Regions from separate parts of the Mus musculus genome. Here all the other regions are linked to region 7. The links are chromatin contacts, called in public HiChIP or PLAC-seq and promoter capture Hi-C maps. All regions are on one chromosome and are shown on one strand. Each heading gives the region's core, a stretch centred on a gene start, on an enhancer-like site or on the middle of the called end of the contact. The rest is flanking DNA. Distances are from core to core; before and after follow the strand shown. Region 1 overlaps Sobp (sine oculis binding protein). Region 2 has its middle 28 kb from the start of Crybg1. Region 3 overlaps Crybg1 (crystallin beta-gamma domain containing 1). Region 4 overlaps Crybg1 (crystallin beta-gamma domain containing 1). Region 5 overlaps Gm5079 (predicted gene 5079). Region 6 holds the start of Crybg1 (crystallin beta-gamma domain containing 1). Region 7 holds the start of Mtres1 (mitochondrial transcription rescue factor 1).

Region 1 (3,128 bases), core at 489-2,988, 540 kb after region 7:
GAGGGCTGGAGCTTCTGTTCCTCACACAAAGCTGGCAGACCTGATCCGGAGCAGACTGAATGAAGCGCTCTGAAATCATGCCGCGGAGTCCACAGCTCTGGGATTCATCTTAGAGTGAGCTGGCACCAGAGCTGCAGCTCTCTCACTTCTGACCGGTTCTCTGCAGCTAGACAGGGTGGGAGGAGGTGGGCGGATTGGGTAGAGATTTGGTCCAGCGCATTCTCATGGATCCTTCTCATCTTTTCCCAGGAACACTCGCTCCCAGGGTACATTGCATGGAGAGAGGGCGTGGAGCAAACCATGTCATGCCATCCAGTGACACCAGCTGGTCAGCTCACCACCTCCCTCTGGCTAAAACTCAAGCAAATAACACAGCTTCCGGTCATTAAACATCTTGGAGGAAGTGGCTCTCCCTGGTGGCCTCAAGGCCGGAGAAGCCAGCAGGTCTTGGACCCATCAAGCCCGGGCCCACCATTCCTGCCCACTTCATCTAGAGTCTCCCCAGAAGAACTTAGGGATTTCGCTGGTTTAAAAACAACAACAAATAGCAAAACAAAACACCAACCCGCCACAAGGACCAATGTAGGTATCCTCGCCCCATCTTCAAGGCTCTATGGATGAGGCCGGAGGATGACAGGGACTGGAAAATAAGAACCTTTTATATATATATATAAATCTTTTTAAGAACTGCTGTGGTTTGCTGCTACGATAAGAATTGTGATTTGCTTTTATGGGTTAGGAACGGAACTGTTCACGTTTTGGTGGGGAGAGACGGGATGGTGCTGGAGTTCTCAATGCTTCCGATTCATCTCTGCCCAGCCCACGATGCACTTTTAAATGAAGAGGTAGAATATTTTATCGGCTAATATACTTTTCATGTTATTTTTTACAAAGGCCACCTTTATCCTTTTTGATGCCATATTTTCAGTGTTACACTTTTATGGCTTTTAATTTTCAATCTGCCAGATGCAGGAAGCAGCATGGATAGTTTATACTGTGGTTTTACGGAGACCGAATGCCAAGAGAACTCGGTAAATGTTTATTCTTCTCAGCTTTCTCTTGACATGCCCCTAAACAGCGCCCCATTTGGGAACAGAGCAAGAGTGTTGAACTGAAGACCAAAATGCCCTCAAGGTGTAATATAATCTGAGGGGGAATATTTGCTGGGCGTCAGGAAAGACTGGATGAAATTTCAACCCTGATGGTTTTCTGTGGTCCAGGAAGTCAGCGAGACAATCTCTCTCTGCGCAGAGTCCTTTCATGATAATTAGAATGGTATGGACAAGCCGATGCAAACAAGAGAGAAAGTGAGAAAGATCACCCCGGATTCTGTTTCACTGTTTGCTTTCTCCTGTCATGGTTAAGAGAAATGTGCAATTCGATCCTCAATCAGTGGGTGGAGGATAACAGGGTAGATTTACTTGTGTGCACTTGTACAGTTGTAGCTGCGAGTCCAGAAGTCCTCTAGAACATGTGTACTGGCACTGAGTCGCTGAGACAGTCGTACAGTGCCCCAGTCTGATGAGTACGGAAAAAAGAAAAGAAAACAAACAAACAAACAAAAAAATCCAAAAAAAGAAGAAAACTTAAAAAAAAAAAAACCAAGTCAAATCACCTTGTGATTCAGTGTATCTGTTTACTAACTCAAATAAAAGCAATTGTTCCCTCTGGAGGGGTCCAGGTGCCCCGCCCCTCCAGGCCACAGAGCCTCAGCAGGAGGGTGACAGACGCGGCGGGAGGGCAGGAGGGGCTTTACGGCTGCACTGGGGCCGCGGTCCGCGTGTACAGACTGTATTTCTATCTACGCCTTTGTACAGTCGAGTCAAGCTACTGTTTTACAGGCGCTTCTTATTTATTAGAGCCGTGGGAGCTTGGGGGGACACACCTGGCGAGCAAGCTCGCTTTTTAAACATGAAATTGGGGGGCAGGGGGAAGGGAGGCGGGAGGGAGGGGTTGCTCATACGCCCAGGGAGAGATTTATAAAAGGGAACGAAAAAAAACAAAAAAACAAAAAACAAAACAAAAAAAAAAACTTCCAACAACAAACTAAACCAGCCTACAACCCACCACCAAGCCACGCCCTGCAGGAAGCAGCCGCCCCTCTGGGAACTCCTTTTCCTGCTGCGTCGGAATTGTCAGACAAATAAATCTCTGAGAAACATCAGCTGCGCACTTACACGTGCTTATTTGGCTTTTCTCATTCTTAAGATCTTTGTTGTTATTTGCCTTGTTATAGAAAGTGCTGATTCCTTTCCCCTCAGTCCCTGGAGACACTTTTTAAGATGATGTAAGCTTTCAAAGGTGATGAGGTACTGGGTTCACATGTCCCACACTGAGATTTCTGGGCCAGCTACCCCAACTGTGACCCGAGACATTGTGCACAAAGGGAGTTCTGGGGCCTGCAGACACTGCTGACCTTGTCAGCGGAGACTTTAGATCTCAATTCTGAGAGTCAAGTAGCTGCCTTGTAAGTAAGTACTTGCCTTGAGTCCCACTCGCTCCAATCACCATCTCTCTCCACACACACTCCGCTCCCCCCCCCCCCGCCCACTTGACCCCACCTCGCCCCTCTTGCCCCAGGGCCCACTGGGACTTTGGCTGCAGCTTTGCTCAGATGGACCCGGTTCATCTGAAAACACTAGAAGACTCCAAAGGTAAAAACGTGCATCAACTGTGGTTCTAACCAAGGTAAATCAAGTCGAATCCTCAGGTTCTATGTGTGAAAACAAAGCAAAACCTCCAACTTAGCAAAGCAAACAGCGCTGTCCACGATCCCACGACTAGCTGATTTGGCATGTCAAAAAAAGACAAATGATCATTAAAATAATAGAACCATGAATGGATCCTCCAAGCAGTCGGCTTGTGGAGTCCAGAAGCCTGGTTTCTTTCTCTTCTGGAACATGGGGAACTCTTGCAGGCTTCCAGGTGAAGATTACATTTATGGAAGTGGCTCTGTGTAAAGTTCCTAGTGGCAGGCCTAGTGAGGACATAAACATGCCAGACCCAGGGCACCTTCCGTGGCTGTCTGGGTCAAAGTCCCTGATAGCGGTATTCATCTAGACTTGGCTATACAGACAGGCATCCAGGATATTGATCTGGCTTTTGTCTGTCATCCAAGATTTTTGTAT
Region 2 (3,138 bases), core at 404-2,903, 640 kb before region 7:
ATTACAAGTTGGAGCATCATCTGGGTATATGCCCAGGAGTGGTATTTCTGGATCTTCTGGTAGAACTATGTCCAATTATCTGAGGAATCGCCAAACTGATTTCCAGAGTGATTGCACCAGCTTTCAATCCCACCAGCAATGGAGGAGTGTTCCTCTTTCTCCACATCCTTGCCAGATTCTGCTGTCACCTGAGTTTTGATCTTAGCCATTTTGACTGGTGTGAATGAGGTGGAATCTCAGGGTTGTTTTGATTTGCATTTCCCTGATGACTAAGAATGTTGATCATTTTTAAGGTGCTTCTCAGCCATTTGGTATACCTCAGTTGAGAATTCTTTGTTTAGCTCTGTACCCCATTTTTAATAGGGTTAGTTTTCTGAAAACCAACTTCTTGAGTTCTTGATATATATTGGATAGTAGCCTCCTATCGGATTTAAGATTGGTAAAGATCTTTCCCCAATCTGTTGGTTGCCATTTTGTCATATTGACAGTGTCTTTTGCCTTAGAGAAACTTTGCAATTTTATGAGGTCACATTTGTCGATTCTTGATGTTACAGCACAGGCCATTGCTGTTCTCTTCAGGAATTTTTCCTCTGTGCCCATATCTTTGAGGCTCTTACCCATTTTCTTCTCTATTAGTTTCAGTGTCTCTGGCTTCGTGTGGAGTTCCTTGGTCCACTTAGAATGACAAGTGTCAAGTGACTTTTTAAAAGGACATTCTTAAAATTTCCAAAAGAAGTCCTTGTAGTAATACATTGTAGCCACTAGGTGTCAGAGTCTCCCCTTCAACCCTTGATGACTTGTCCAGGAGGAAACATCTGGTTAGTGTGAGAAAGGCTGTAAACAGGCTCTCACACAGAATTTATTCAAATCCATAACTGGGTGTGGTGGTGTAGACCTGTAATCCCAGCACAGGAGGTGGCACAACAAAGGCTTCCACACATGCTCACCCTCAGCTACTGGCCCTGGGTCAGTAATATAAATATACAATATAAATCTGGGAAAAGAGATTAAAAAGTCCTTCTAAAACTTGTTAGTACTAATTCTGATTTTTCTCAGACCCGTTTCCTTCCTGAGCTGGAAGATGCTCCAATGGGTCTTAAGGCACCAAGCTTAACAACCTGAGTCTGAGCTCCTGGACTCAGATCAAAGAAAAGAAAGAAAGAAAAAGAGGGAGAAGGGGGAGGGAGAGAGAGAGAGAGAGAGAGAGAGAGAGAGAGAGAGAGAGAGAGCTGGAGAATGAGGAGGAACACTGTGAAATTTGTCTTCTGGAAATGATATGGCCTTTGCATGTGTGAACATAGCAGCTAGTGTTATCTGAACAAGACCTGTGTTAAGGTTTGGTCTGTTGCTATGTATTGCCATGTTAAATACTAGTGCCCAAGGATTGGTTGCCCCCAGGGACAAGGAAATCCTCCTACACACCAAGTGATGCTATTAAACTTAATTTTAAAATAATGATGCCTAAGCTGGGCAGAGGAGAGGTAGGTGGAGTCTTGGTTCCTGAGTTTGGGGTTGAAGGTAGGACCATGAGAGAGAAGAAAGAGAGGGTGGAGAGAGGAGAAGTGGTCATGAGGTGAGGAGTCATGAGAACTGGTTATGAAGGCTGGCCAGTCAGAGTAAGGGTGGCCCAGGCAAACATGGTAAGTCATATCTCAGGGTCACTGACAGGGAAGGGGGCAAAGTAGCTTAGAGGGTTGATCTCCACCCAGCTCTAATGCTGCCCAAGGCTTATCATACATATGAAGGTTTTGTGTCTTTTATCTGGGAACTGAATGATCTAAAACAGGATAGAAACCCTCATAAATACTTACTACAAAAGACCTGCACAAAATCAAGTCACCAGACATTCCAGAATAGATGCTCCAACAACAAATTCTCATTGGTTTGAGATGTGGCCCTAAAACACAGGCACCAGACAAACTCAACCACAGATCTCCTATCCACAAGCTTCTGGTTTCCTCCCACTCTTGATCACTGCCTACCTCTTGAAACACACACACACACACACACACACACACACACACATACACACACACACACACACACACACTTTTTTAAAAAAAGAAACGGAATTGGCAAGATGACTCAGCAAGTAAAATATCTTGCCACACAAGCCTGGTGACCTAAGTTTGATCTCTAGAACTCACTGTGGAAGGAGTGAAATGAATCCTAAATACTCTCCTCTGACACACACATGCATGCACGCACGCGCAGACACACACACACACACACACACACACACACACACACACACACACATTCACATACGCTATGCTGGTATTACAGGCATACATCGACATGCACAGGTGCTTTTTAAAGATTTAACAGGTTTTATTTTCAAGAGTAGTTTTTGGTTCACAGCAAACTTGAATGGAAGGTAGTTTCTGTATCTTTCTATATCTTTCTGTGCTGCTGAGGGCGGACGTTTTCTGAAGAAGTTGCATGAGCATTAACAGTCCCAGAGACATGTTGATTTTGGCTATGGGGGAATAGTATGACTGGGGGGACATAGACACACTGGGTCCAAAGCCAAAAGTACCTTCACTTGGACTATCATTAGCTCGCCATTCTTCCTGGCCTTGAATGTAGTATACGGATAAGGATAAGTGTGGACTCTGAATTGTCCTGTCTCCACCTCTGGTGTTCTGGGATTGCAGGCACATGCCTTGTTTATGTGGTATTGGGGCTCGAACTCAGGTTGAACCGGGTGCCTTTTGTATGCTAGACAAGCACTCTATCAGTTGAGTTAATGCCCTCGCCCCCCAGAACCTTCTTTATAGTCATTTATTATCAACCTTTATTTCTCACCTAACATTTTCTTGACCTTGAGATAAAACTCTATTGCAGAACTCAGGAGCTGAAGGCAGGACAAAAAGCTCCAGACTACTCCAGAGCCCCCATCGCAAACGACCAAAAAGCTCTTGGAATGTACCGCTAAGCTGTACACAGCTCTAGTGTCTATCAATCCTAAACTAAGAATGTTGGGATGACAACCTCAGTGTATGGTCATACCCACCTGAATTGATCAGATCTCTTCAGAATTATCACCTCAAAAGACTGGGGTGGGAAATGGGTTGACCAGATGGATAGATGACCCCATAGAGTCATGATTTGCATGAGGACATGGTTTTAATATCC
Region 3 (3,264 bases), core at 495-2,994, 530 kb before region 7:
TCTCATGATTTCTCAAGCACAGTGTCTTTTCAAGACTGTACCGAATAGATTACATCAAGTAATCCCCAGGGGAATTTTCAAGGTCAGATCTGGTATTATCTGCGGGTGTGGGGCCATAATCTAACATAGAGTCTAATGTTAGAGGGGGTGGTCCTACCCAGAAGGTTTTTCTCTACCACTTAGCAGCTGAACTAAAGAAATACCACATTCTCCCCTGCCCTTGTGTGTGTGTGTGTGTGTGTGTGTGTGTAGCCAGTACATTTATGTTCACTTCTAACCAGTGTCTTGTTCATAAGAGTGGCTGTATTATATACTGTTTCAGGCTCTAACTGGGAAATGCCTTGATGCACACAGAGGTACCTTTAGGTAACTTCCTTTTCAATAACTATAAGGTTAGGAGAACTCACTAATAATACTTGTTCAGACGGCAGAGGGCAGTACAGCATCAGTTTATACGCCCCGTCAGTCAATGCAGCTGTGTTGGTTGTGAGCCTAGCTGAGCCACTTCTATAACCAGTCCCAGGCACTTACTCGGGCACTTTGAGCTCTGCATTAATCCCTACCCACTATAACACAAAGCAGTGCACATCTGTCTGCTCCAGGAGCTAGGAGGACAGCAGAAGTGTGGGCCACAGGCTGAGGATTCCCACCCCTTACCTATCTGTACTGGGCTGTTTTCTTTTTTAAAGAGCCCAACACTGTTTTACGTAAGCTTCAGGGATTTTTCTGAGAAAAGGTATGTGGCTCTCTAACATAAGAGGATTCACTAGCAAGGATACAACCTTACCATTATTTTTAACAAAATCAATTGCAGGGAGATGGTCTCTCTGGTTTTGCAAAAGAAACTCAAATGAAGGAAAACAGGAAGGATAAAGTGAAAGGAGCTGACAGCTGTTTCCCACTCTTAGCCATGACCCTGAGTAAATGCAAGCACTTAACAAATATTGACTAAGGCAGAGTAATATCTGCCCCTTAAAAGGGAAACAGGAAAGACTTTAATTAAGCCCAGTATGATGAAGCACACAGAACCAGATGGAGTGTTAGGAGTTCAAGGCCAGCCTGGTCTCCATAGTGAGTTCCGGACCAGCCAATGCTTCACAGTGAGACTCTGTCTCATGAGAAGAAAGAAAAAAATTTAGAAATTATTATAATTATCAAATTAATAAACAGGTTCTGTTAAGACTCCATTGCAAGATGGCAGTTTTAGAGGATTTAATTTTGTTTTATTAACCAAAACGATTGTTGTCCAGTAATGACTGTTTTATTTTTTTTAATAGCTTTTATTTTAGATTACAATATAATTATATTATTTCCCCCATTCTTTTCTTCCCTCCAAACTCTCTCACAAATCCTCCCTTGCTCTATTGTAGCCTATTTATTTATGTATTTATTTATTTTGGGTTTTTCGAGACAGGGTTTCACTGTATTGCCCTGCTGTACTGGAACTCACTCTGTAGACCAGGCTGGCCTCGAACTCAGAAATCTGCCTACCCCTGCCTCCCAAGTGCTGGGATTAAGGGCGTGTGCCACCACTGCCTGGCAACATTTAGCCTTTCTTATGGTTCCTCTAGCCTAATTGTTAGGAGTGAAACTAAAATTTACTTCATTAGGCATGAAAAAGTACCCAACTTTCCAATTGGCTTTTGCTGTTGCAAACATTTATCAAGGTTGGCTTTTAGGCTAGGGAGATTTTAAGTGTCTAGTCCTTATGCAACTGTTCTTCAGAACTGAGTGTGTTATAGCCCTAGGCCTCACAGACCTCCAGAGGTGGGGGTGTGGGTTTGTTCCTTTTTATGCATGTTGATATCTGGCATGGCTAGATAGATGACAGTGATAAGATTCCCAGAATCTATAAAGCTTCTGCATGACTCCCAGTGTTTTCTTTCTATGTAGTAGAAAGAAACCATCTTGTAGGTTGTATTTTAGGCCATTACCCTACAGTCTTGGGGTTGTGGGTTTGTTTTGTGTTGTGTTGTGTTGTGTTTGTTTGGTTTTCGTTTTGACAGGGTCTCACTTTGTAGCTATCCTGGAACTCATTATTTAGACCAAGCTGACCTGGAACTCACAGAAATTCTCCTGCCTCTGCCTCTGACTCCTGGGTGCTGGGATTGAAGGCACTGTGTTTTAGGATAAACACTTGTACAATAACTTTACTGTGGCTGAGGCATCTAGAGGAAGTGAGGAGTCCTTACAGGTGATAGGAGCATCTGAGGTGTGTGAAAGGCTGCCCTGCAGCTAAGCCTGCCTCATGATGACCTCTGGGCCCACACATCTCCTGGCCTTTCATTCCCGCTCACCTAAGTCCTGGAGCAGCGTGTGAGATGATGATTGGAGTGGCCAGGTGCGTGGCTGCTGTTTGGATCTGGGTCATGAGGAAAGGGAAGTCACTGGTATCTCCTCCTCCCTCAGAGGCAGGTCTGAAGTAATGAGTGTGCCTCAGACAGCACTTCCTGTTTCAGAAGAGCACTAGGCCAGGCCCTTCCCTGGGACTGCAAACGATAGCTCTCTCCTCCTCTGGCCACTGATAAGAGACCTGCCTCAGGACGGTGTGTATCTTGAGTCCGGGAGATCACGAGTACAGGCTTACCAAACAGAATCAACCCTTGGGTCCATGCTAAGCCTTACTAGTGTATACCATGAGTGAAAGGAGCAAGCAGACAGGCATCCTGGGTTCAGCCTACTGTGAGGCCTAAATCACATGGGTTTCTACTTCGATGCCTCAGATTCAGTCATAAACATGGCCTGACTCTACCTGTATCAGTGTTACAGTAAGTGTGGGGAGCTTGTTTCACGAGAAAGCCGGGCAGCAGGTAGAGAGCATCCGTTTTTGCCTCTCCCCACTCATTCTTTCCTAATAGAATCCTAGGTTTGTCAGATGTCTGTTCTCTGAATGGACACAGTGTCCTTCAGGCTCCAGGCTCAAAGGAGCAGGTCCAGGAACTGGTTTGTCGTGTAATGACATGTGACAAGAAATGGCTTTTGGGATATTTCCTCATTTCTGAGGAAGATGCACAAGAAGATAGCCTGGCATTTCTGTGATGTCTGGAACTGGAGAAGCCACAGAATCTAGAAGCAGTTGAGTTCACTGATTAAGCTCAGGAGCTCTTCTTAGTTTATATGTTAATAAACATTTTTTTTTATTGGTTTCTCTGAGCTAGATTTTGGGTTACTTAGAGGGGAAAGGATCCTGTACTATAAACAGGCAAGGATTGGCTCACAAGCAAAATATGTAGAAAGAACAAACAGCTTTGCCATCTTTGGACC
Region 4 (3,090 bases), core at 17-2,516, 570 kb before region 7:
CTGATAAAGGAGAGGGTGGCATCAGGGAACACTGTTCCACAGTGGGCACATTGTGCCTTTCTGAGATGGTTCGGGGTCAGTGGAAGGCTACTGCCAAGTCTGCCACCCTGAGAGCAGTGGGTGGGTCACCGGGCAGTGATCTCTGCATTAGAAACATTTCTAACGAAGGATTAGCCGAGATTAAGTATAATAGTCACCCACACCCCGCCGGATTCCAGGGAGTCCAGTCCTAACCCTTTGCTGTCCTCATGTGGGAATTTGAGCTGCTGCATCTGTCAGGGAGACCTTTGCGATACCGATGTCTCCCTGAAGTGTGTGATCTGGGCTTAGCTTAGCTTGCCAGGAAGCACTGAGTCTGAGTATGACACACACTTCTTTTTCAGGTTTCTTCCTTCGGGGAGCTGTGAAGTCATGATAGAGGCTAGACGCTTGCCTTGCTCACTTTTGAAGGTTTTCAGGCCCCAGACATGGCAGGCATTTGAACAATCCAACAAACTGAACACCCAGTGAATTCCAAAGCTACTTCAAGCACTGATAACAAAAGATACAGGGTGTGTGTGTATCCATTAGAACTGCTATAGTTCAATATAATTGAATTTCAGTGACTTCTGCTGGGTGACCTTTTCCCCTAAGCCACCTTGTTGGTATGATGGTGCTGGGGACTGAACGTAGGGCTTTGAACATTGGAAGCAGGTGCTCTCCCGTGCTCTCCCACTGACCCACACCTGTCTCGACCTTGTATTTTTTCCTTTTTCTTCTTCCACTTCTCAGTTATTACCAGTTCAGTGTTACATCTATGAACTCTTGTTGGTTTGCTCTAAGCAAAGTCAACCATATTTTTTCAGACCTTTGGCATCCATCTAACACAACTCCTGTGAGACCCAGAACACAAACAGCTTTAAGAAGGCTGCCAGCTAACCCTCATGCCTGGCTTCACATCGTACACACCTCCAAAAGACCGGCCAAGCGAGTAACTGAAGACTAGATGAAGCATGCTTTTACTGGCTTTTACACTTAGGAACGGTACTTCAACTTATCGTGAAATCTTCCCTGGGAAGAATTTCCCCTAGAGGAACAATTTATTGTGCATGGTAGAAGAGACCATCGATTCATATTCAATCGAAAGCGCCCAGGTTACTGCCAGCCAGAGTCGGTAGAGGCATTTCAAAATGACTGAAGAAATCCAATGACTCACCTCACTACTTCCTGTCAACGTTTCTTCACCCAGGGAAAACCTTTTGGTCAGCACTACGGTAGTTTTGTGTATAGGAGAGCCTGGTGTGAGTCACTAGGTCAGACACTGTAGCTGTGTTTGCAGTGGGATTACAAGGAATCTCAGCTTGCAGGTTGTGATTATATAAATTAGCATTCAGCGTGTGCTTTTCTTTCTGACTTTCTAAGAGAGAAAAGAACCCACTATTGCTTTTCTATTGATTCTGTGCTGTTATCTCTTCGCCATCACACATATAGAATTTAAAGAGTAGGCTGGATCCTTAGTGGTTATGTGTACACTTCCAGAGAACTTGGGTCCAATTCCCAACACCCACAGGTGGCTAACAACCATCTGTAATTCCAGTTCCAGGAGAGCTAATGCCTTCTTCTGGCCTCCACAGGCACTGTATGCACACAGTGCACATAACATATATGTAAGCAAAATGTTCATATATGTAAAATAAAGGCCTCCCTTTAAAAAAGTATATAAATGCTACATTGGATGGATGGCTTAAAGCCAATATACAAAAGCTATGGGTGTAGCTCACTTAGAGAGCACATGTCTGGCCTGTGCAAGGCCCTACAAGCCTTGTTCTTATACTACAAGCCGAACAACAGGTGGGAAACAGAGATCTGTGGGGATTCTAAGGACTTGACCAAGATAATGTACGATGGGATGTCGAGTGCGGAAAGCACAGTCAGCTTGCTGAAGGGCACGTGGGAGCCCTATCAGAAGAGGACTCAGGCCCAGGTTTGCAAGATTCCATCTTCAGCCTCTCTAATCAGCACCTTTGACAAGTCGGGGCTTGGCGGCTTTGTTGATGTAATCTCTATTTTATATATCTGGAAACTGAAGCAGGGAGGTGGCTCCTTGCAAGGTGAGAAGCCAAGGGAGACTGGTAAGGGCCAGATTCCAGCCCTCCTTATCGCCAGCCTGCTGCTCTTCCCACTGTGTTATTCCATTTTGTACACACAATGAAAAAGGACTTGGGGTTACGGGGTGATTGCGCACCCCCGTATGTTGGCTTTCCTGTGCTAGAGCTGCAACTGATCTGTTGCTAACAGCGCTCCACCGCCTGAGCGCTAAGAATGAAAATTCTGGTGTACAAATTGCCTCTTCAGCAATCTCCTGCCCAGTGTTTCTTAAAGGTGCAGTTGTGCATGAACAGCCAACCTCTGTTACAAAATATTGTGTTTGCAACTGTGGGAATGAAAATAAAGGAAGGGCATTCATCATAAAAATAGTAAGTTCCAAGAGACTGATTTTAATCTTAAGAACGAAGTAAAAAAGATTGTTGATAAGTGTGGTTAATGAGTAGTGTACAAACCAGGAAAACATTTCTGCCTGCTAGAATAAGGCAGTAAAATCCATTGCAAACTTGTGTCCTACCTGAAGCTGGTGAGCTTGCAGAGGGAGTTAGCTCTGAGGGCTGTAACAAAATGTTCACTAAATATTGATTTTTTTTTAACATGAGCAAATAACACAGTCATTATTATTGGGATTCAAAATTACAGTGCCAAGAACCTTACCCAGGACTTTGCCCCCACCTGGTGGCCTACTGTTGTGTGGGAAGGTTGGTCTGATATGGATGTGGCCTGGGTTGGGGTTTGGTTGCCATAGAAACCCCTAAAGTGCCATAGTGATACACCTAGGGGCAGCTTATCCCACCAGTTTCATCAAGACTCAATAACTTAGATACTTTTAGCTTCTTAGACCCAAATACATGTCCTGTGCAGAGTCAAAGGCATACCACATATGTGACGGTAGCCCACAAGATTATAATAGGGCTAGAAATCTCCTACCACTCACTTGATGCATCTCACAGTGTAGTGACACTGGCAGCCATAAGCCTGCTGCACAGAGAGCCATGCAGAAGT
Region 5 (3,182 bases), core at 217-2,716, 570 kb after region 7:
AGCAGAGCCTGAAGTTCTCAGGATCTAAGAACTGAGGCCTCTGGTCAAGGGACAGATCTTCAGCTGAAGAGAGCCGAATCTTTCTATCCACAGGCTGGCACCACCCCGACTTCATTTTAATCACCTGCCTGCTGTCCTTCAGCTGCTCAAAGGGGGGTTTTTTGTGGAGTCTGCTGTGCCTGAAGCCCCCCAAGGCCAATCTGCTCCCCAGGAAACCCTGCTCTGCTGCCTCCTCCTTCCACACTCAGCCAGAATCAGACAGCTGCTGCTTTCCAGGTCCCACGTTTCCTAAGGCTTTGCCCAGGCGTTTCCTCCAGGCTCCAGGTGAACTCTGCTGGTCCTTTTTGCCCCCCAGCTTGGGACTGGCTCTCGGCAGTAAAGCAGCCTTACAAGGGACACCGCCCAGCTGTATAATCAAACATTAGATGCCCAGATGAGAAATCATTGCTTGAAACCTCATCTGGAGCTTGACCAGCCTCTCAGCCATAAATCATATCCTGTTCTATTATAACAGCAGGTCAGTAGGACTCCCAGACACCTTACCAGAGGGGCTCTAAGCAGCAACTGTGGAGAGAAGAGTTGACTGTAAGTCAACAGCCCAGCCCAGTAGGCACAAACCGTCTTGTCCTGAATCCCCACCTCCTTTTGAAGCTCAGGCCTCCTAGCAGCCTTCTCCTTAGCTAGAGGCAGACTGGGTTTCCAGAGCTTTTTACCCGATGCCTCTTTAAAGTGTCTAATTTTAATGAAGAAATCTTTCATCTGCCATCCTGTTTCCAAGAGACAGGTTTGGAAGGAATTTTCACAAGTCACCGAGGCCCTTGGAAATGTTTCCTGGTGGGAAATGTAAGGCTGTAAGACACAAGATGTTCTCACTCTGGGTGAGAGCGGAGGGGCCAAAAGAAGGAAATAAAACACCTCCCCCCCCCCCCCCGCCCCCAAGTGTTTCGAGAGCCAAGTGGAGGAAGGATACGGAGGTACAAGCAAAAGGGGAAGAGTGTTTCACTGGAAGTGTAGAAAGGGTAGTTGTACCTGAGAACAGAATCCTCCTGGGGTGGGGTGGGAGGATGCTGGGGAGTTTAAGCGAGGGGATAGAGGGTGGGGGATACTTGGGAGGGCCACAGGGGATGGGCTGGGGAACAGAACCCGCAACAGGAATGAGAGTCAAAGGCCCTAAATATATACACAACGCACACACAATGGAAGAAAAAAAAACTCAAATTTATTCCCTCTGGAGCTGTTTGAGCCAAAAAGGAAAACAAAAAACAAAACCCAAAAAAACAAAAACAAAAAAACGCTGAACTGCGGCTGAGCTGTCATTGCTGAGCTGGGGCTCTGGGCAGTGAATGCAGGTGTGTGTTGAGCCACAACCCTTCCAGAGGTGAGGCTGGGACGGAACATCTCCAAGGCTCAGGCCTCGCAGATCTCTCTCCCTAGCTCTTCCCATCAAGGAAACGGCTTCCCCAGTGCTCACCTCCAGGGGCGCCAGAGCGTTTCTTGTGGACTGTATGCTACAGCCTCCACTTGGAGCAATGGAGCCCCCTAGGTAGGCGGTTAGTGCTGCCGGATTCTGCTCTGAGGTTCTCTGGATTCTCCGGACACCCCCCAGGCCCCATCGGGAGAGGGATTGGATAAATATGTTAGAAACACAGGCAGGGGCCGTTGGAAATATGAAGCCATGGATTTTCCCAATCAGCTGAGTCAACAGATGTGGGGCGGGGGCGGGTAGGAGGGCGAGGAAGTCATGGACAAGGGAGAGGTATGGGGCTTAATGGAGGTGGCTTTGAGAAGAGAGTGGCTCTCCAGGGTCACTAAAAAGCCTCCTCTCAAATCTATGAGCACGTCCACTTAGAGTTTGAACTGACCGGGCCTTTTTTTTTTTTTTTTTTAAATAAGTCTATGGATTAATACTTGGACTCGACAGTGCCTTCTGCAACTGGTGATAGAAGAAGACACCATTTCCTAGCTCTCTCTGACACACAATTCTCACCAACACCAAAAAACAGTGGCTAACAAGACTGAACTACAAACCTCAACCTGGTTTCTAGTGCGCTTCTGTTTACCCTGCTTCTGCTAATGAGATACTACTTGGAGATGCAAATTTTTAAGAATGTTAGCTTCAGCCTGGAGAGAAGGAAACTGCAATTTGCAGTTTGTGCTGGGAGTGATAACCTTCGTAAGTAATGGGTTTCACTGATTAACTGCTGCTAACAAAACATTGTTGCCAAACCTGTTAATCTAAAACTAGCAATAGGACGGCTGTTAGATCCACATTTCCCTTCCTCCAGTCCCCAGAGAGCTCAGAGAAATATTTCTCACTTAAATAGCCTTCATCTTCCCATGTATTTTATTGCATCTGCTAATAGGTTAGCCATAAGTTAGGAGCGGTTCGGAGATAGATATCCAATCAACCTCAACGAGGAGTTCAAGGAGAAAAGCAATTCCATTTAAAACATGGTTTTTGTTTGTTTGTTTGTTTTCCTAACTGGAAGGTGGAGTGGGGAAATGTGTGAGTTTGCTGAGTACTCAAATAAATGGAAGTACTAAGCGCTCTTAGTGATCAGAAGGTTTGATGTCTCGCGTCGCTCGTTGTGTATGTGACAGTGCACTCAATTCCCAGAACCAAGCAACAACCCTTTCACGGAGATTCTTTCTGCTGACCTGCCCACGAAAACCCACCCCAATTGACTCTCAATATTTTGCTGCTTAGATTGACATCTGAGAGAGCCCCTAAAGCAGGTCCTCATTGTGCCCTCAACTTTGTCATAAGCGCCTCCACCCCACAAAGCTGGGGTGGGCTCTCCCACTCTGGACTATGGAAGTCTAGTCACAGGAAGCCTGCTTTACTGCTAAGTCACAGACCTGTGGCATATTGGGACAGTGTAAAGGTGCAAACACGTGGGCCTTGTCTGGTCTGCCCCCCTAATAGCTGGGAAGATCACGTGACTTCATCATTTTCAGTATCTTGAGATGAGCATCCTGGAAAAGTTAAAGGTTTTTGTTTTTACCCCTCCCCCCAGCTCCCAAGGTTAAGGGGAATATCTCTTTAAGTACATTAATGGAAAAATATATTGCTCAAATAGTGAAATATATATAAATGTACCAAAGCACTTTAAATACTCAAACTGGTTGATGCTGATGAATGTTTCCAATAAAAAAATAAATTTTGTTTAAAATAATACTAA
Region 6 (2,949 bases), core at 416-2,915, 610 kb before region 7:
CACAACCATCTGTAATGGGATTTGAGTCCCTCTTCCTTCATGCAGGTGTACATGCAGATAGAACAAACGCACACACATAAATACACAAACATAATATATATGTGTGTGTGTATGTGTGTGTGTGTACAGATCTTTTAAAATTTGGAATTTTTTAAACACTTTTGAAGAAACATGAAAATGCTACAAAACCATTTGTTACCTTGTCCCTGCAGGATTCACCAGTGCTGAGCATATATGCACATCCTCTTACTGAGTTTGAACCCCTGTGTGTGTCTCCAATAGAAATGAATGCTTATGTCTGAGGACCACACCAGCTTTACTTATAATAACTCCAACATGAAAACAATCTATATGTCCACCCACAGTTGACTATGGGATAGTCATACCATGCAATAGGAGTACACATTTTTTAATGGCCAGAAGCAAGAATATAAATAATTTTCACACACTAATACCGAGTGGAGGTATTTTCTTTCCTTTTGTTGTTGTTTTGTTTCATTTTTGTTATGTTTTTTGGTTTGTTTTGGTTTTGGTTTATTGAGACAAGGTTTCTCTGTGTAGCTCTGGCTGTCCAGGAACTCACTCTGTAGACCACCAGGGTGGCCTGAAACTTACAGAGATCTGTCTGCCTCTGCCTCTCAAGTGCTGGAATAACAGGCATGTGTTCCTGGGCCCACCATGATTTGTATGCTTTAACCACAATGTAGTCTATATCTTGTAACAAACGTAAAGAAAATAATGGAATAATAATGCATGTTCTCTGGATGAGTAAGTGAAGGATTGAAATCATGAGCTGCATCTGCAAAGAAGCGAAGAAGAAGGCTTTGCAGCGTGGTGGCATTCCGTTTTAGAGCAGTGGTCTTAAGCCTCTTCGTATGTTAATGATGTCCAAAGGATTGTTACTGAACTTCCTTCGCTTAATACCACTGCCTTTGCATATTAGTGCTGCTTAAGTAAAGAAAGTTACTAGCAGTAAAAGATGTGACGCATACCTTATGGGTCTGACGTTCAATTCACTGTGAGGCGTATATTGAGCCCTTTCAGAACTGCAAAGCTTCGCTAATGTCCTTCTCCGTGTGGTTTTTAATCCCTTGATGCTTTACGGGATGCGAATCCAAACTAATTCTTCAGACTCTTGAGGAGAGTGGAGAAGTTGGCACTCCCGTGCTTACAAACAGCATCACAAACCGCCCAGCACGTGATTGCCCAAACCACCCAGAGTGAAGGAGTCCTAATTGCTGGGCGGCCTGGACAGGGGACGTGCCTCTCCCATCCTTCTCCAGATGGGGTTGGCTAAGCAGCCACTCACCCAGCCAGCCGGATTGCCAAGAGCTGCCAAGGAACTCCAGTGGGTGACCCACTGCAGCTGCACCCCTGCTATTACAGAAACCGGACCAGGCTCCGGTTGGGGGGGGGCAGTTCCCGACATGTCCGGTAGGGGGCGGCGCTGCGCCGCATCCGGGGGCGAGGGGCGGGATTGTGGTACCCGAGGCTCCCGAGACCTCTGCACCTGGCCGCGCGGGGGCACTGTGGAGCGACCCAGCCAGCTCCCGCCTCCCAGCCTTGCTTAGTCGCTGTCCTTTAACCCTCCACTGTCCCTCGCAGGGGCAAGGGGGCGGGGTCCGGCGCCGAGCGTGATAGGGCAGGCAAGCGAGCGCCCAGGTGAGTTCTTCCAGCACCGCTGGGCCCCGGGGAGGACTGAGTCTGAGCCCGCAGAAGAGGCACAAGAGGAGATGCCGTTGTCGCCACCATCGCAGGGCGACCCCAGGGAGGCCAGCCCGTCCAAGGCCCCCAAGAAACACCCCACCTTCCATATCTGGCGCTCCAAGAAGAAGCAGTCTCCATCGTCCAGCTGTGGGGTGTTTATCCCTCACCCGCCCGGGGCTTTCGGGGAGACCAGGTAAGCGCTGAGTGTTCCGATCCCCTCCTGCTCCGTGGCTCAGCCGGTTTTGCAAAGTTCGTCCCGCCCCGAAACTATACCACAGGGTCCAGGACCCTCAGCCTGTACTCTAGAGTCTCATTCATGGGACCTTAGTTTTGACTTTCTTAAGTCTGCACCTGCAGCTGAGAAAAGCAGGGCAGCCAAGGGTTGGAATCAAAAATGAATGCCTTTAGGAATGCCTTGGAGCTCTGGAAATACTCTAATTTTAGCGCCTTAATCGTAAAGTACCTCATGTTCATGGATATTAGTCTCCACTATTCTCACAGATCCAGAGGAGGAGGAAGTAGAGGGGCTAGCTGACTCTATTAAATGGATAGAGAAAAGGTGGCCTTGGGGTAAATGTCCCCCAGAGACTCAGTGAGTAGCCAAACCAGGGAGTACCTCGTTCTTAAAATATAAGGATTGCGACTGTACCTTAGTGACAGGGTGCTGGCCCAGCTTGTGACAGTCCCAAGGTTCACGTCTCAACACCAAAAGGAAAAAAACTTGGCTCCTGTTTTAAATTATACATAGATTGTGTGTGTGTGTGTGTGTGTGTGTGTGTTGGTTTTATTGTGCATGTGTAACTTTCAGTTATCCTATCAGAATTGATGGTTAGTTTCCTGTCTATCAAAATGTAATAACACACGACTCTTGGTATTTTATTCAAGAGAAAACAAACTGATACCAAAGTGACAAGTAGATTTTCCTTCTCGAACCTTTCTGTGTTTTAGGCCATCAGGAAACACTTCATTCTGTCCTTCAGAACTCCGAGGAACTCTGTGTTAACAAAAGCTCTGGAAACAAATGTACTTGCCAGCCCTTGGGATATTTTTCTAGTCTGGGCATCTTTACAAGCATTTCACTCCACCTGGGAGGAAGTTCTAGAAGTTCAAAGCAGACGGCCAGATGATCAGTGCAGCTTCCACTGCGCCCAGGTCCTAGCACAGACTTTATTGTTGTTGTTTTCATTATCACTTAGAGTCCCAGGTTTAGCCCAGACCCAACGGAACCTTCACCCTCATTCC
Region 7 (3,280 bases), core at 747-3,246:
ATTTTGCTTGTGTGTGTGTGTGTGCCTGATGCTCTCACATGTCAAAAGAGGGATTGGTCTCTGGAACTGGAGCTACAGATAGTATAAGCCACCATATGTGTGCTGGGAATCAAATCCACATCCTCTGGAAGAGCAACCAGTGCTCTTAACCACTGAGCCATCTCTCCTGGTCCTCTGTATGTCATCTTAAAAAGATTTCACCCTGTGAGATGGCTCAGTGGGTAAACGCACTTGCTACCAGACCTGGCAATGCAATTTTGATCCCTGGGCCCCACATAGTAGACAGACTCCGGCAAGCTGTCCTCTGACCTACACACCCACAGACACCCACAGAAATAACATTTTTTGTTTGGTTGGTTTGGTTGTTTGGTTTTTTTGTTTTGTTTTGTTTTGTTTTGTTTTTTGAGACAGTGTTTCTCTGTGAAAGGAGCCCTAGCTGTTCTAGACTTGCTTTTTAGACCTGGCTGGTCTCAAACCCACAGAGATCTGCCTGCCTCTGCCTCACAAATGCTAAAACTAAAGACATGGGCTACCATACCCTGCAATCTTTTTAATTTTTTTAAAAAATTTTTTCCCAAGGGGTGGTGAACTGGCTCAAAGGATAAAGGCTTTCGCTGCCAAGACTAAAAGACCTGAGTTCCCTAGGTCAAACATGATGGCAGGTGTTGACCTACAAGTAAATGCAACTGTGTATCCCTCCTGATCTCACAATGTCAACCGTGTAGATGTATCATTTCAGCATTTGAAACAATTTGTAGTTGTGCATTCCTCTTATACAAACACAATCAAGAAACTATTGTGCCAACTTAGGAGAAAGGAGCATCAATGAAAAGGCGGGGAACAGAGCTCACAGACTTGGAAGGGAAACGTCTGAAAAAGAAGAAAATCAGGAAGGCTACTTCTCGTTTAATACAGCATATATCCCAACAAACGTTAACGCAAACATATCTAAACCTGGGCTCCAGAGGGAAGGGCACTGGCTGCTCTTCCAGATGAGCCAGATTCCATTCCCAGCATCTGCATGGTGGTTAGCAACCATCTGTAACTCCAGTCCCAGGAGATGCAATGCCCTCTTCTGGCCTCCTTCAGCATAGAGGCACATGGTACATGCAGGCAAAGACACTCATACACGTAAAAGTATTTACGTTTTAAAAACAAACAAACAAAACAAAACAAAACAAAAAAACAACTTTTGTGAAACTGACTGTACTCTAGTGTCTGGGCTATATTCCATCTGACTCCCAAGGTTTGTTTTCACTGGTTCCACTAAACCGTGTTTTCCTAGACTCTAACCCCTGTCCAATCACTTCTGGCATGGCAAGAAAACTGAACGAAAACGGTGTGACTTAGTTTTTTTTGGGGGGTGGGGGGTCAGGGGTTGATATATTGAGACAGGGTTTCATGTAACCCAAGCTGGTCTCAAGCTTGTTATGTAGCCAAAGACAGGTCAAGTGACTTACTTGATCTTTCTGCCTCCACTCCCCCAATGATAGGATCACACCCAATGTGAGGTATTTTATTTATTCCCATTTATATTTATTTCTTTGTAGCTCAGCCTGGCCTCGAACTTCCTAGTCATGTACCCAAGGAAAACCTTGAACCCCCATTCTTCCTACCTCGGTCTCTCCAGTGTTGGGATTACAGCGATACACCTACACACGGACGGGTTAGAAGTAAACTCTTATATTCTGTGATGTTAAGACAGTTTTCTGGAGACAACATCTATAACTCACTAAGAAGTTCAGGGCTTTGGCTATTCGAGAGAAAGAACTTTTGCTTCCAAACCAAATTCTTCTGGAACTGGCTGCCAAGCTCAGCGGGCCTGGGATGGGCCTCCCACGTCCCCTCTCCCCCCCCCCCCCCCCCCCACCTCACTTCCCCACACCCCGACCTCAACAGCGTGGTCCTCCAAGGCGCCGCGTCCAGCAGGGGACGCTGTGAGGCCACCACCGTGCTCAGATGCGCCTAGGGGTCCACTCTCTGCGTAGGCTGGGGCGGAAGAGGCGGGGCAGGTGCGGAGGTGGCTCCCGCCTGCGGTCGGCGCGGTCCGGGGAGGGACCAGCGGACTGCGCAGGTGAGTGCGCCCCTACTGGCCCGCCGGCTCAGCCCCTCGCCGGGCGCTTCGCCCTCGGCTGGCTTCTGCCCTGCGGCGCTCCGGCCGTGTCTGCGAACCCTTCCCGTTCCGCAGAGTTGGGGTTGCCTAGGGACGCCTCTCGAACCCCGGGACCGTGGGAATTAAGCTGGCCCAGGCTGTGCGTCCCCGGACTTGGGTGCAGCAAGCTGCAGACACACTGACTCGGGGCTGGGCGGCGTGGGAGTGTCCAGTTTCCTTTGACCTTGGGGGACCTGGGGAAGGTTCGGGATGGGAGGGCTCCAGGGGAACTCGATCTTGTGTAGAAGTCCGCTTCCGACGTCCGCAGAAGGGAAGGGTTTCGTAGCTGTAGACCCAACCAACTGGAGGCCAGGCCCGGGTCTTACAGAGCGGTGACACGCTAAGGAACGTGGATCCACTCCCAGCGTAGTGCAGGTCAAGGACAGCTTTGCCTGTGTATCCTAAACACTGCTCTTCTGCCAGTCTTAGCCTTCGTTATAGAGTCTATAGCTTTATAGAAATCTCACCCGAAACGAACCTTACGGGCTTTCTTTCCTAGTCATCTCTAATGCAAACTGCCGTCAAGGAGATTTTTTCATATGGACTCCTGCCGGGTTACTTTCCTACTAAAACTCTCTGTATCTCTCGTGCCGTCTGGGTGACCTCCAGACTTAGGTCTATAAGACTTTTTTAAGGCGGCCTCGTTGTGACTGGCTTCTTACTTTTATAGTGAACGATGTCCTTGAACACGTGAGCTCCTGCCTCTTTCCCAGATGCTTGAATTATAGGCTTGCAACAGCGTTCCTAGCTTCTGCAAGTTTTTAATTACCAGGCACTATTTCTGTGCACGTGAGATAAATAAAACAGGGATGAAGAAGAAGTCTAGTCTTGTGGAGTGTATGCACATGCAGACAGCATCTGGTAAATTACACAGCAGCCTGTGATTAGCTCTGGGGGTGGGGTAAGTGTGGTAAAGGGGACCGATTGGCAAGGTGGAGTTGCGTTGGAATAGTTGGAATGGAATGGGTAGGCCCCGCTGAGGGGATGTGTTTGAGTCTAGACTTGAAGGTGAGTTTCCTTGCAGATACCTAAGTGAGAGTGTTCTAGGCCTGTCTGGAACAAAGGTCCCTAGTTTGTCCAGAATGTGTCCCCCTAGTTTCATGTGTTAGGAATTTGGTGCAGTACCTT

What was found. Promoter capture Hi-C pulls out the DNA fragments that hold promoters and counts their contacts. HiChIP or PLAC-seq counts read pairs in DNA pulled down with a chosen protein or histone mark.
Region 1: a RAD21 HiChIP or PLAC-seq map of pro-B cells shows a contact between it and region 7, with 2.9 times the contacts expected there. The contact joins the enhancer-like site here to the promoter of Mtres1 in region 7. A contact is called at or near these places in 8 of 39 promoter capture datasets (the 3T3-L1 cell line, the C10 cell line, cranial neural crest and 4 more), 1 of 15 datasets of contacts at CTCF or cohesin (pro-B cells), 3 of 484 Hi-C or Micro-C datasets (the Ba/F3 cell line, the N1E-115 cell line and nephron progenitors) and 7 of 115 datasets of contacts at active chromatin or transcription factors (the 230-238 cell line, embryonic forebrain, embryonic hindbrain and 3 more).
Region 2: a contact with region 7 is called in a FOXA1 HiChIP or PLAC-seq map of pancreatic cancer cells. The contact joins the enhancer-like site here to the promoter of Mtres1 in region 7. A contact is called at or near these places in 6 of 39 promoter capture datasets (the 3T3-L1 cell line, the C10 cell line, cranial neural crest and 3 more), 2 of 15 datasets of contacts at CTCF or cohesin (the NIH/3T3 cell line and pro-B cells), 2 of 484 Hi-C or Micro-C datasets (LSK cells and bone marrow-derived macrophages) and 6 of 115 datasets of contacts at active chromatin or transcription factors (the NIH/3T3 cell line, bone marrow-derived macrophages, embryonic limb bud and 3 more).
Region 3: a contact with region 7 is called in a promoter capture Hi-C map of pre-B cells, with 11 times the contacts expected there. The contact joins the enhancer-like site here to the promoter of Mtres1 in region 7. A contact is called at or near these places in 14 of 39 promoter capture datasets (the 3T3-L1 cell line, the C10 cell line, the HPC-7 cell line and 10 more), 3 of 15 datasets of contacts at CTCF or cohesin (the NIH/3T3 cell line, large pre-B cells and pro-B cells), 4 of 484 Hi-C or Micro-C datasets (B cells, the CH12 cell line, bone marrow-derived macrophages and 1 more), 9 of 115 datasets of contacts at active chromatin or transcription factors (the 230-238 cell line, the NIH/3T3 cell line, acute myeloid leukemia and 6 more) and 1 of 9 other capture datasets (macrophages).
Region 4: a contact with region 7 is called in a FOXA1 HiChIP or PLAC-seq map of pancreatic cancer cells. The contact joins the enhancer-like site here to the promoter of Mtres1 in region 7. A contact is called at or near these places in 1 of 39 promoter capture datasets (neutrophils), 1 of 484 Hi-C or Micro-C datasets (bone marrow-derived macrophages) and 4 of 115 datasets of contacts at active chromatin or transcription factors (bone marrow-derived macrophages, large pre-B cells, pancreatic cancer cells and 1 more).
Region 5: an H3K4me3 HiChIP or PLAC-seq map of embryonic basal ganglia shows a contact between it and region 7, with 3 times the contacts expected there. The contact joins the enhancer-like site here to the promoter of Mtres1 in region 7. A contact is called at or near these places in 7 of 39 promoter capture datasets (the 3T3-L1 cell line, cranial neural crest, embryonic stem cells and 3 more), 1 of 15 datasets of contacts at CTCF or cohesin (the NIH/3T3 cell line), 5 of 484 Hi-C or Micro-C datasets (the N1E-115 cell line, cranial neural crest, myocytes and 2 more), 12 of 115 datasets of contacts at active chromatin or transcription factors (the NIH/3T3 cell line, craniofacial prominence, embryonic basal ganglia and 9 more) and 1 of 9 other capture datasets (embryonic stem cells).
Region 6: a promoter capture Hi-C map of pre-B cells shows a contact between it and region 7, with 7 times the contacts expected there. The contact joins the promoter of Crybg1 here to the promoter of Mtres1 in region 7. A contact is called at or near these places in 10 of 39 promoter capture datasets (the C10 cell line, cranial neural crest, embryonic stem cells and 6 more), 2 of 15 datasets of contacts at CTCF or cohesin (large pre-B cells and pro-B cells) and 7 of 115 datasets of contacts at active chromatin or transcription factors (astrocytes, bone marrow-derived macrophages, embryonic forebrain and 4 more).

Annotation. Positions count from the first base shown.
Region 1 is chr10:43,001,536-43,004,663 of GRCm38.p6, reverse strand. Sobp (sine oculis binding protein) reads left to right here. Exons shown (of 7, transcript NM_175407.3): 7 at 250-2,164. Among named protein-coding and RNA genes, the nearest start is that of Gm5079, 12 kb to the right of the region's middle. Within about 2 kb of position 1,738, at least 42 of the 459 cell types and tissues checked have an H3K27ac peak or open chromatin away from gene starts, as enhancers often do. A contact at or near this core is called in pro-B cells, where this site is marked.
Region 2 is chr10:44,175,251-44,178,388 of GRCm38.p6, reverse strand. It overlaps the pseudogene Speer5-ps1. Among named protein-coding and RNA genes, the nearest start is that of Crybg1, 28 kb to the right of the region's middle. Within about 2 kb of position 1,653, at least 26 of the 459 cell types and tissues checked have an H3K27ac peak or open chromatin away from gene starts, as enhancers often do. A contact at or near this core is called in fetal liver and pancreatic cancer cells, where this site is marked.
Region 3 is chr10:44,068,496-44,071,759 of GRCm38.p6, reverse strand. All of the region lies in intron 1 of Crybg1 (crystallin beta-gamma domain containing 1), which reads left to right. Among named protein-coding and RNA genes, the nearest start is that of Crybg1, 79 kb to the left of the region's middle. Within about 2 kb of position 1,744, at least 122 of the 459 cell types and tissues checked have an H3K27ac peak or open chromatin away from gene starts, as enhancers often do. A contact at or near this core is called in B cells, the CH12 cell line, the HPC-7 cell line and 6 more, where this site is marked.
Region 4 is chr10:44,110,322-44,113,411 of GRCm38.p6, reverse strand. All of the region lies in intron 1 of Crybg1 (crystallin beta-gamma domain containing 1), which reads left to right. Among named protein-coding and RNA genes, the nearest start is that of Crybg1, 37 kb to the left of the region's middle. Within about 2 kb of position 1,266, at least 47 of the 459 cell types and tissues checked have an H3K27ac peak or open chromatin away from gene starts, as enhancers often do. A contact at or near this core is called in pancreatic cancer cells, where this site is marked.
Region 5 is chr10:42,971,270-42,974,451 of GRCm38.p6, reverse strand. It overlaps Gm5079 (predicted gene 5079), which reads left to right. Exons shown (of 3, transcript NR_153349.1): 3 at 1,894-3,169. Among named protein-coding and RNA genes, the nearest start is that of Gm5079, 18 kb to the left of the region's middle. Within about 2 kb of position 1,466, at least 94 of the 459 cell types and tissues checked have an H3K27ac peak or open chromatin away from gene starts, as enhancers often do. A contact at or near this core is called in craniofacial prominence, embryonic basal ganglia and embryonic limb bud, where this site is marked.
Region 6 is chr10:44,147,544-44,150,492 of GRCm38.p6, reverse strand. Crybg1 (crystallin beta-gamma domain containing 1) reads left to right here and starts at 1,665. Exons shown (of 22, transcript NM_001368305.1): 1 at 1,665-1,900. The coding sequence starts at 1,734.
Region 7 is chr10:43,539,734-43,543,013 of GRCm38.p6, reverse strand. Mtres1 (mitochondrial transcription rescue factor 1) reads left to right here and starts at 1,996. Exons shown (of 4, transcript NM_026411.2): 1 at 1,996-2,074.